2 separate regions of the Hordeum vulgare genome follow, and region 1 is linked to region 2. The links are chromatin contacts, called in public Hi-C maps. All regions are on one chromosome and are shown on one strand. Each heading gives the region's core, a stretch centred on a gene start, on an enhancer-like site or on the middle of the called end of the contact. The rest is flanking DNA. Distances are from core to core; before and after follow the strand shown. Region 1 holds the start of LOC123446867 (probable pectinesterase 53). Region 2 has its middle 46 kb from the start of LOC123422333.

Region 1 (5,458 bases), core at 2,497-4,996, 150 kb before region 2:
TTTTGCCACACTAGGGCCCCACATCACATACACTCAAAAGGTGTGGCAAGATTCCCTTGGGCTTGCCAACTTGTGTGTGGCAAAGTTTGGCGAAAATGTGTTTTGCCACACTAGGGCCCCACATCACATCACATTTCTTGAACTAACCTTAGGCAAGTTTGGCGAAAATGTGTGGCAAAGTGTGGCAATGCAAGGCCTAGAACCAAACAGCCCCTAAGTTTGCCAACATTTGCCATACATGCCCCAGGTTAGGCGATTAAAATCTGCGGCACACTTCGCCATACTTGAGGTAACCTTGCCACACTGTTCTGAATCAATGACACGTGGGACCTAAATTATAGGAGAAGAATCTTGCCACAAGTGTGACTGTTAGCCAGACGGGGGCTTCCTCAGTCACACTTCCCTAAGGCTTTGTTCGGTTGAGAGGGAAGTGAAAGGGATTTGACAGGGATTGAGGGGATTAAATCCCTAACAAGTCAAAATCCCCTCCAATCCTCTCCAATCCCCTTGGGAGGAGGATTAACCGAACAAGGCCTAACTTGTGGTGTGGCAAAGTGTGGCAACCTTAGTGTACCAACCAAACATGCCCTACATATTTCATTGAATCCTTACCAGAATACCAACTTTGCCTCAGTCAAACTTGCCTAACTTGTGGTGAGGCAACCTTAGTATACCAACCAAACATGCCCTACATATTTCATTGAATCCTTACCAGAACACCAACTTTGCCCTGTGTAACATCTTCTCACTAAAGTAAATAAACTATAAGTCTGCAAATCCTTAGGTATGTTTGCGATATTCAGTTGGTTATTTTTGTTATACCATCCCTTTGTTGCAGATTTGTGGAGACTGATAATTAAAACACCAAACGTTGATGAGCTTGTAAGAAAACCAGATCTTTTGTCATTTTACATCGGAAACCAACTTCCAGTATCAGAACCTGTGAGACAAAAATTGCTGGAGATTAATGGGGTTTCGTATCGCCTTCGAAAGGAGATCCAGCTTCTAAAGGCCTGTGATCTCATAAAATGTGGATACTGCAAGGTAACAATCTACTGTATCTGGAGGTGATATTTTAACTAGTTGATCGGTGCTGATACCTTGACGTACATCCAGGTTCAGTAGTCTGGTCTGTTGCTTCCATCATAGATAGCTTCTTTAGATCACCTGTATCACAGCGTGCTAGATTAACATGTTATTTTGCAACAAGGCTTTGTCAAAAGTTGCACTCAGATACTGGACGTATCCTTGGGTGATGTAGCCTGTTGCAGCTGCTTGATGAGTAATGGCATTAATGTAAAACCAAGTTGCTTCTTGTATAGCTAAATCGAAGAATTTCACGATTATGGCTATTACTCTGTGCTGACATGTATGTTAATTATGCTAGTCCGAAATAGCAAAGCATAGCGACGTGGTGGTGATGTCTAGCGATGGGCCTCTTGGTACTTATGTCAACAATCATGGGTATGTGCACGCGACGATCACTGTGAACAACGCAACAGGGCTTGATATTGAGGGGGATCCCACAGAGGAACACAGCTGGTTTCCAGGGTATGACCTTTTTCTTGACTCCTTGTCTATCTCCCAGCCGCCTCCATGTTTTATTCTACAATCTTCGAATGTGAGAATAACTCATAAGCACATTATCTTGCTATCCAGATACGCCTGGACTATCGCATCGTGCTCTTCCTGCGACTCCAACATAGGCTGGCTGTTCACTGCCACCAAGAGGTATCTGCATCCGAAATTCTTCTGGGGGATCCGCAGCTGCCAGATCGCCGATATTGTAGATGCAGGACAACAACAGGAAGAATGATGCCGCTCTCCATGTACAGCAAACCCTTTCTGAATTGTGCCTTTTCCCCGTTTCCGCAGACTTAGAACCTAGACTGAGAGCGTGGCGCATGTGCTATCCTTGTCACGCTCTCATTTTTAGCCTAGCCCCATATATACCCGCCGTTCACCTTCATTGAAGTTCCTGGGAGACTGACCACCCTCTTTCCTGGGTGTGCTGTGTGTAGTGTCGTGTATCCGTGCTCCGTTACAGAGAAATACCTTAGATGCAGGTGGTATGCACCTAGACCGAGTAATAAGTTTCCGAATGCTAAACAAAGCATGTTACTGTGAAAAGTGTTGGGGTAAATGGAATGTTGTGTTGAAAGTTAAGAAAATTCCACCTCCCTCTGAAATGATGCCTGGAAATCCGGTTCTCTTTGTAGATCTGTGTGAGAGTGCGGCTTTGTGGAGAAGAAAGTAGAAAGGTTCAGTTGCCATACCCTATACGGTACGGTAATGCAGTAGAGTAGCGGTAGAGTGGGAAAGTGGCCCTGAGCCCCTGAGAATGAGTGGTAGCTCCACAATTTACTCCATCGCCATGGTTAGCAGTACTAGCACCGAGCAGGAGGCAGCAGGGTCGTCGGTCGGCCCAGCTGAGCTAGCACGAGTGGCGAGCAGCAACGCGTATGGAGCGTACTGTCGGTTTGCTCCAGCCAGTATCCGTGGAACCGGTAGCGAGTTGGCCGGTATTTCAATACCGCCTTCCGTAAAAGCGAGAGAGACCTGGCGATCACGGGTGGCGGAAGAAGGATGGGCCATGGCAGCAGCACAAGCTGACACTAGGAGAGGGGCATCGGCGTACCAGACGGGAGGGGAAGCCAACACTGACAGAGAATGTGCGCTTCTCTGCGTCTGTATATGTCGATTGCATTTACAGATTACCTGCCTGTCCTTCCATGATGTGTACACCGGTACGAGTATATGAAGTATGGATATTTGTATATAACTGTTTAAAGCTGCGAGGATGGTGGAGGCGGTACTTGATGGTGAGCATGCTGAACTGCTCGATTGCGTACTCATTCCCGTGCGACTTTCATGGCTTTGCGATGCGCATGCGACTCGGTAGTCGACGGACGGGAGAGACCATTATTTTATCTTCCCGGAAATAGAAATGCCGGCAAATCCGCTTTCAGAAAATACTGTTTTTCTTTCACGCTCAATAAAAGTTTTAGCGCACTACTGTAACGATTTTATTCCGTGAGACCAGCATTGCTTGTTCAGACGCTCAAAAACACACGTCCAAAAAAATACGCGGTGTAAATTGTAAAGCGTGCGTGATCCGGCATCCCAAATTTACTGCACGCGATGACGTTTTTAATACATGCCTAAAACTTTTTAACACGCGTAGTATTTTACAGGCTCTGTTGAAGTTGTCCGACAAAAAAAAAATGAGGATTTTTATCGTCCCAAGCTGTGTTTTGAGCCTCTGTTGAAGATGCCCTTATAAAAAAAAGGTTGTTTCTAGCACTGGTCGTCACCCACGAGAGTCAAGTCGGAGGTCGTTATGCCGCCGCGGAATGGAACCAGGGTACAAGGAAACAGTGCTCAAGACAGAGTAAACCACGGGGTCGCGATTTAGCCACCGTAAGTAGAACTGCAACTGCAAGGTTGGTTTGCCTTTCCCGATAGGACAGTGGGAGACCGAGGCCAAGGGGAAGACGAAGACGAACGCACATGCATGTGGCCGAGCATGTGGTGCATGCATGTACCGCCGTAGCCGCACCGCACAAGCGCCGCTCTGCTAGATGCGCGCGCACGCCCACGCCCACACTAGAGCCAACACACACGAACAGCGGCCTCTGCTCGTGCTCTTGCTCGTGCTCGTGAGCTGTGTCATTCCATCGTTCCCTCGGAACAGGACGCCCGTGATCTCCTTAAATCCCCCCCCCCCCCCCCCCCCCCGCTCCCCAATTATACCTGACACACGCAGACACAGCCCCATTGTAGCATACCTAGCTAGCTGCCGGTGAGTGACCACCGCAACAGCGCCCCTCCACTGTTGCCACTGGCGGCGTACTCGCAGCGCATTGTCGCGGCGATGGCAGCGTCGTCCTCGTCCTCGCCGTCGTCGCGGGCGAGGTGGCTGGCGTGCGTTGTGGTGCTGTTGGCGCTGCTGCTGCTGGCCGGGCCGGGCGACGTGGACGCCGGCCGGCACGGGCACGGGCGCGGGCGCGTGGAGCACAGGCACACCAAGGGCCTGAGGCCGGGGAAGGCTGCTGCTGCGGCGGCGAGGCCCTACCCGGCGAACGCGACGGCGGTGGAGACGATCGAGCGGCGGTTCACGCGGTGGGTGCATTTCATGGGCGCGCTCGAACACAGCGTGTTCCAGCGGGCGCTCAACCGCGCGCTGCTCCCCACGACGCGCACGATCGTCGTGGACAGGACGCCCGGGGCCGGCGACTTCAGCACCATACAGGGCGCCGTCGACTCGCTCCCGATCATCAACCTCGCTCGCGTCGTCATCAAGGTCAATGCCGGCACCTACACGTACGTGCGTGACCTGACCAACATATCGTATACTTGCCCATCGATCGTTCTAGTCGTCGGTGCTCGGCGTCTGACTGACGGTGAGAGTGCATGGCCCGTGTAAATGTAATGCAGGGAGAAGGTGAGCATCTCGCCGCTGCGCGCGTTCGTGACGGTGGAGGGCGCGGGCGCGGACCGGACGGTGGTGCAGTGGGGCGACACGGCGGACACGGCCGGGCCATGGGGCCGCCCCTTCGGCACCTTCGCCTCCGCCACCTTCGCCGTCAACTCGCAGTTCTTCGTCGCCAAGAACATCACCTTCAAGGTAAGTGCCGTGCGTACTGTATCTGTACTCACTCGTCGACCCAAGGCTCGACGACACTGGTTGATTGATTGATTGATTTGGATGGGATTGTGCTGCAGAACACGGCGCCGGTGCCTCGGGCGGGCGCGCTGGGGAAGCAAGGGGTGGCGCTGCGGATATCGGCGGACAACGCGGCGTTCGTGGGGTGCAACTTCCTGGGCGCGCAGGACACGCTGTATGACCACCTGGGCCGCCACTACTACAAGGACTGCTACATCGAGGGCTCCGTCGACTTCATCTTCGGCAACGCCCTCTCCCTCTACGAGGTGCACCCTCGTCTGCTCCTCTGCCTCCCCTGCCATTGCAAAAAACATCTACTCCTATCTCTCTAGATTTCACAGGCAAGCTTAATTAGCACCTGCGAGTCAAGTCAGCAGAGCATCTTTGCTCCACCCACCTGACGTGTCAGTGTGTCGGCTGTACGTGCGGTTGAACCCTGCGTGCAGCCACAAAGAGGTGGTGTCATGTCGGTACCCGCCGGGGCTGGGCCGCGGCTCTCTGACGGGCAGAGCATCCAGCTCGAGCGTGCATGGCCTACCACTACCAGTGTCCTGCATAGAGTCGCGTACGTACGTACGTACAAGAGCCCTCCATGCACGACGGGTCGGTCGGTCATACTGTTGAAAAAACAAGGAAACAGATAATGTTCCTGCCAGTGCGCGCATTCCAGGAACGGAATCGTAGCACCCGTGACAAATCTTGTCCCACCGGCAACCCTCGTTCTGGGCCAGACACGATCTCGTTCTGTGGCAGTGCAGCCACCGCTGAGTTAGTCCCGGGCCGTGCCGCCCG
Region 2 (5,716 bases), core at 2,448-4,947:
CACCAAGAACGCTCCGCCGACGATTCCTAAGCCACAGAGCACCCCAAAGCGCAAACGGTCGCCCCTCCCAAAGGTACGTCATGCTAATCTTCCTATCAGACCTTATGACTTATACCATAAGCCTGATGACTATACACGCACATTGGAGAAGGAAGTGAAAAAGAGCACATCACGTGCAAGTGCAAGTGGGAGCAAATCAAGTTCAACTACAAGCAAGAAAAAATCAGACGTTCCTCAGCTTGGACAACAGGCCAAACATTCGATCCCACCCCTCAAGGTGTTAACCGAGAATGTTCCCCCTCCGGTGCAGGGGCTAGCTTTAGAAAGAGCAAAGGAGTTGGCGGCTGCATGTGGTGTCTCGGTTGAAGAATTGCTGTCTTCCCAAGACGACAAGATACCCAAGGCTGTGGTAGCCCCTAAGCCACAGTTTGTCATGGGTGAGCCTTTGGTCAACAAAGATGATCTCCCAACAAATATGCGTTACTTGCATCAAATGGTACTTAAGTGAATCAAAGAATGGGAGAACGATGATCGTGTTGAGTGTCCCACAAGAGTACTACGGCCGCCCCGAACAAATCCATATCGACTTTGATGAACTCTTCCAGATGTACAATGGCGACGCCCTCGACAAATCGCTTATGAGTTGCTATTGTCTGTAAGTTTTTCAATTCGTTGTCTACATATAACTTGTTTAGTTATTTCAATTCATTGTCTATATATAACTTGTACTCTATTATGCAGAATGAAGATTCTGGATTGTAAAAGTAAGAGCATCCTAAATATTGGGTTTATTGACCCAGATAAAATACATATAGCGACGCTAACTAATTATCCCAAGGAGACGGAGGAAAACCTTCTAAGGTTTCTAATAGATCAAAATTTATGTGACCACATACTGTTTCCATACAACTTCAGGTGAGGGTCTTTACTCTGTTGTGTCCATTCACTTATATGTGTAATTGATAAGTTACTGACACACATATATATATATACATGTGCAGCTTTCATTGGATTCTCTTGGACATTCAAATTGATAAGGGAAGAGTTGATGCCTTCGACCCATTATCGAGACCCTTGGAACAGTTCCAAAGCCTGCAGGACATGCTCCAAGGGTAATTTCAATCATTCTTGCGCTCTATTGGTCTCTTTCGATGATTTTCTAATATATCAATTAATGAAAAACTTAGCAAATCATTATCCTTATCGGGCAGGGTTTGGAAGCGGTTCAAGTGCGTGACTCCCGGTATCGAGCATGAGAAGTTGACCTTTAGAGCGGCTCAGGTAAGTAGTAGTATGATATACTTCTATTTTCAATACATTTATGATGCTAGATTATTATTTTGATTATATATATTCTATTCTCGTAAAGTGCGACCAGCAGCCATGGGGAACGCATCTATGCGGATACTATGTTTGCGAGACCATTCACACGTTTACCTCTGAGCACAAGGATCACAGATTCGACGTAAGCAATGAACATTCACACCTCTATTTTTATCCGTCATTCTTTGTTATCATGATTGATATTCATATTCATCTCCTCTTCTTATATAGCACACGGCCATGACGACGAAGGTCCTACCAGAGCAACGCACGATTGCTGTTGCAGAGGAGCTTGTTACCTTTCTGAGGACGGAAGCTATAGATGACAAAGGACGATTTAGTGTAGCTAGGGGCCATTACTGATGTTCGTCCATGTAATCAAATAGACGGGCTCTAGTCCCGATAATTCAGATCTCCATATAATTGTATATATATATGCTCGCTTGTAAGATAAGTTAACCTTATATATATATGCATAATTATTTCTATTTAAATTATATGAAAACTAATTCCCGAACACCAAACGAGGCATCACGTTAATCTCCCGAACACCTAAACCCTAAAACCCTAAAACCCAAAAATAATTTCATTAAAAAAACCCGAAAATAAGCAAAATCTGAAAATCTTTAGTCCCGGCCCGTGTAACGAACCGGGACTAAAAGTCCTGCCCGTGGGGCGTCCACGTGGAGCACCTTTAGACCCGGCTTGTAAAAGGGTCGGGACTAAAGGTTAGGCCTTTAGTCCCGCCCCTTTAAAGCCCCTTACGGGCCGGGGCTAAAGGCCCCGTCCCCACTAGTGGTAGGGTGTACTTGACTTGTCATAACAGCCAAATCTGCACCTCAACTAAAATTGGAAAAAATGCTATTTTTTTTATCTTGTTAAGTAGTCTAATCACCCTCTCTAGACATACTTTCTATCCTACAAGACTTTTTTAACACAGTAATATCAAAGTCGATCAAACACATGAATATACACTCACCTCTATAAACACACACACATACATCATACTTCTATGAACATCTTCAAGAGACTGAATCGTCATATCATCTAAAGATTTGACGATTTCATCATAGATGCCTTCTTTATCGACGGAAATGCTTCGTCCCATTAAACGCATATCGTTGGAAAGTCTGAAATAAATTCAAAAAATATGAGCATCAACTTTAAGTTTATAACTTAAATTTGCTGATATACCATTGTCCTGATGATCATTCAAGTAAGGATTGGTCGCGAGTGTTGGTGCTTTTTTTTTGACTAGGAGAGTGTTGGTGCTTGGTGCTACGTTTAACCATGGATTAGATATTCAATGTTTCATACAAGGAGTACGGGAAGCACGGGTATTTAATCTACACGGAACACGCAACGGGGCCAAGTATCCATCCCATCGTTAACCACCGCGCTCACGTGCCCCGCGCAACCGACGATGATTATTCACATTACAATACGCGAAACAGAAACACCTGGGCCCCCCTTCCGGGGAGCGACGCGGACGCGCGCGTGACGCAAGCCGTGCCAAATTTCAATGGGGCTGCGAGTAAAGTACGGGCGCAACATAATTATTTAACGCCACGCGCTGCGTACGCCCGGCTCCCAACACGGCCCGATGACGCCATCCGTCGCCGTCGCCGTCGCCGTCGAGCCGTCGTGACCGGAGGAATAAATAAAGTTTTCAAACCGGATGGGATGATCTCCGGTGCTGGATCCCACCGGCCACAGCGTAGGAGAAGTTGTCTACTGTACGTAGTATGTCTCTTCACAAACCCACGACGAATACATACACTTTACATACCGGGGAAGGTTGGGGTAGACTGGTAGACCCGTAGTCCGTAGAGGGATTCGGTTCCGCACGGTACGTAGGGAAAAAGTACGTACGCGCCGCACGGCGAGAGCACCGGCTCCAGGATCTGGTGCGGACCGTACGCACGCACGGATCGATCTCCCTCTCTCCACGCATCAACGCGTAGCGGCCAAGGAAACCAAAGCGGTGCGCCGGTACACTCCTCCGGCGACGATCCTAATTACTGCTACTACGGACGAGCCGCCCGCTTTCGGTGCCGGCCGACAGTCCGGGCGGGGAGAGCTGCGTGCGCCCAACACAGGCGCTCGCTCGGTCGCTCCCTCGATGCAGACGAGAATTGACGCCGGAGCCGCGGCTCCTGCTCCGGCAGCGATCGAAGACCGTACCGGTACGCAAGGAGGGGCGAACGAAAGGCGCAATCAAGGCGAGGATACGTACGAGATCCCTGCCGGTTTCCGCAATTAATAATGGCTTTGTGTGGCCGGTGACACCGAGGCAGGCATGGCCGGGTCGGTCAACACCTGTTCTGCCGCGGTGCGGTGCTGCCCCTGCAAATCGGTGTCACGCGTGATGCGCCCTTCATTTCCTCTCAGTTCTAGAGCCGAGCGAGGGGGTCCCCCACCGCGATCGATCGAGCCCCACTACAAGACCCCTTCGTCCGTTTAGGCCTGGTGCTCTGTCCGTTGCCCGTTTGTTGGGTGGGGCGATGGGCCGGGCCGGGCCGAATCGAATCGAATCGACCGACCCGGCGCGGGCGCAATGCATGCGCATCCAACGAACGAAACGGAAGTACTCCAGTCTACTACCACTACGTGGTACTCCGCGCCGCGTTCAAGTGCCTCCGCCCGGGCTAGCGAGCAGGGCTCATATAGGCGAGCACGTTGATACATTACTCAGTTCTGCGACCGTTATTAAATTTCCTACGTACTCTACGTGGGTTTGGGGTGGCACCACACAATCTATGGCGACGAGCGGCGATGCAGCTGCAGGGCATGATGGGCTTAAATGGCGACAAGGGGTATGTCGTGAGACAAGCTTGGACCTAGCTAGTATTGCTATGCCATGGAGTTTACTGCTGTCCGCTTTGCCGGGCTAAACACGTAGGCGTCGCGGTGTGACGCCACTGCCTCTACCGCTTTGTTCGGTCCCGATGCTAAAGACACCTTCTTTTTAGCATATACTACGATGCTAAAGAACTGAGACGAGAATAAAGGATCATCAGAGTACCTACAGTCAAACATAACAAATTCAAGTCTTTAAACGCTCGCGAACACGGTTGGATAACAAATTCAGGCCTTTAAACGCCCGCCAACACGGTCGGACGTGTCCGCTATCACTGACTCAGCAAGTCTCATTGTTGGCTTTCACATACGCATCTCTCATATCTAAACCCTCAAACCATGCAACTCATACAATGGTATGTAAAACTAGATCAATACGTAGTTTAGAGCATCTATAGCCGGACGTTTCAAATGACCCTTCATATGTCCGCGGACGCACCTGATCAGTGACCGAACAGGAGCGAGAAGAAAAAAGTGACACAACCGGACCTCTCATAGCATCCCTATACGTCTGCGCTGTCCGCGAACCTTCATATCCATCTCTAATATGAGGAGGATATGAGGGCTCGTGGACGCGCCCGGGCAGTCCGCCACATAGGACGCGGCATGGATCACCTTTTTGTTTTCTTTATTCATTTTATTATTTTTCTCTCTTTCTCTCCGTCAATCACGTGCAAGTGACCGGAAATATGATGAAAAAAAATGAGGAGTGAGGCTGCGCAGACAGACAAATAGAGTGACCGGGCGTGTCCGCGGGTGTTTAGGGGGTCATATTTGCAATGTCCGGCTATAGATGCTCTCATGGATCATATTGCATTGGCGGACAAAATGAGCATAGTTCATCGAAGTTTAACGGCAAATCCATACTACAGACTACTTAAAACAAACTTATAATATGAACAAAGCGTGGAAGAGCGGAAGAAATTGCCATTTCCTCGTCGACCTCTTCCCTTTCTATGCGTCGTGGCGGCTGTGCCCATCCTCCGTCTAGGCGTCGACGTGCGGAGGTATGTCGTCCTCATAGTGGGAGGTGGAGCCGTCCATCAAGTCGGAGTCGGAGCTACACCTCATGCCCGACAACCCGCGGAGCACGCGATTCTGCACCATCGCATGGTGGGCCGCCTTCGCCTTTGCCGTTGCCTCCTAATTTTCCTCGCGCTCCGACAATTCGATGACGAGTCGAAACGTCTTGGCATTATTGCGACGGAGGCGCCATACGTCCGCCTCCGCAGTCATGAGAGAGCGGCGGAGGATCGTTGTGAGGAGCACGTTCCCGGGATCGACGGGTGCGCTCGCGCGCGAACGGCCTATGGACATCGCCTCCCCCCTCTCCTCCGCTCGCTGGCGCTCATGTCGGCCTGCGCGTGCCTCGGACTCGGACGTCCTCGTGCGCTCCAGCCCCGGCGCGGGCATGAGGACCCAACAGTGGTCCAGCACCAGTTCTGGACCAGAGGGTGGTCGTGATGGGCGACATACCTGAAAAAGCGCAGTGGAGTTGCCGAGGCAACACGTCGGGTGAGAATGGTCGGAGACG

The links. A called contact is a pair of places that touch in the nucleus more often than the background predicts.
Region 1: a contact with region 2 is called in a Hi-C map of seedling, with 2.7 times the contacts expected there. The contact joins the promoter of LOC123446867 here to the enhancer-like site in region 2. A contact is called at or near these places in 3 of 6 Hi-C or Micro-C datasets (leaf and seedling) and 1 of 1 datasets of contacts at active chromatin or transcription factors (embryo).

What each region holds. Positions count from the first base shown.
Region 1 is chr1H:476,259,339-476,264,796 of MorexV3_pseudomolecules_assembly, reverse strand. It overlaps LOC123446867 (probable pectinesterase 53), which reads left to right and starts at 3,746. Exons shown (of 5, transcript XM_045123410.1): 1 at 3,746-4,323; 2 at 4,438-4,627; 3 at 4,726-4,932. The coding sequence starts at 3,875. It overlaps LOC123446851 (protein cereblon-like), which reads left to right. Exons shown (of 9, transcript XM_045123400.1): 7 at 839-1,044; 8 at 1,388-1,551; 9 at 1,660-2,171. The coding sequence ends at 1,816.
Region 2 is chr1H:476,107,567-476,113,282 of MorexV3_pseudomolecules_assembly, reverse strand. No RefSeq gene overlaps it. Among protein-coding and RNA genes, the nearest start is that of LOC123422333, 46 kb to the right of the region's middle. Within about 2 kb of position 3,697, at least 3 of the 3 cell types and tissues checked have open chromatin away from gene starts, as enhancers often do. A contact at or near this core is called in leaf and seedling, where this site is marked.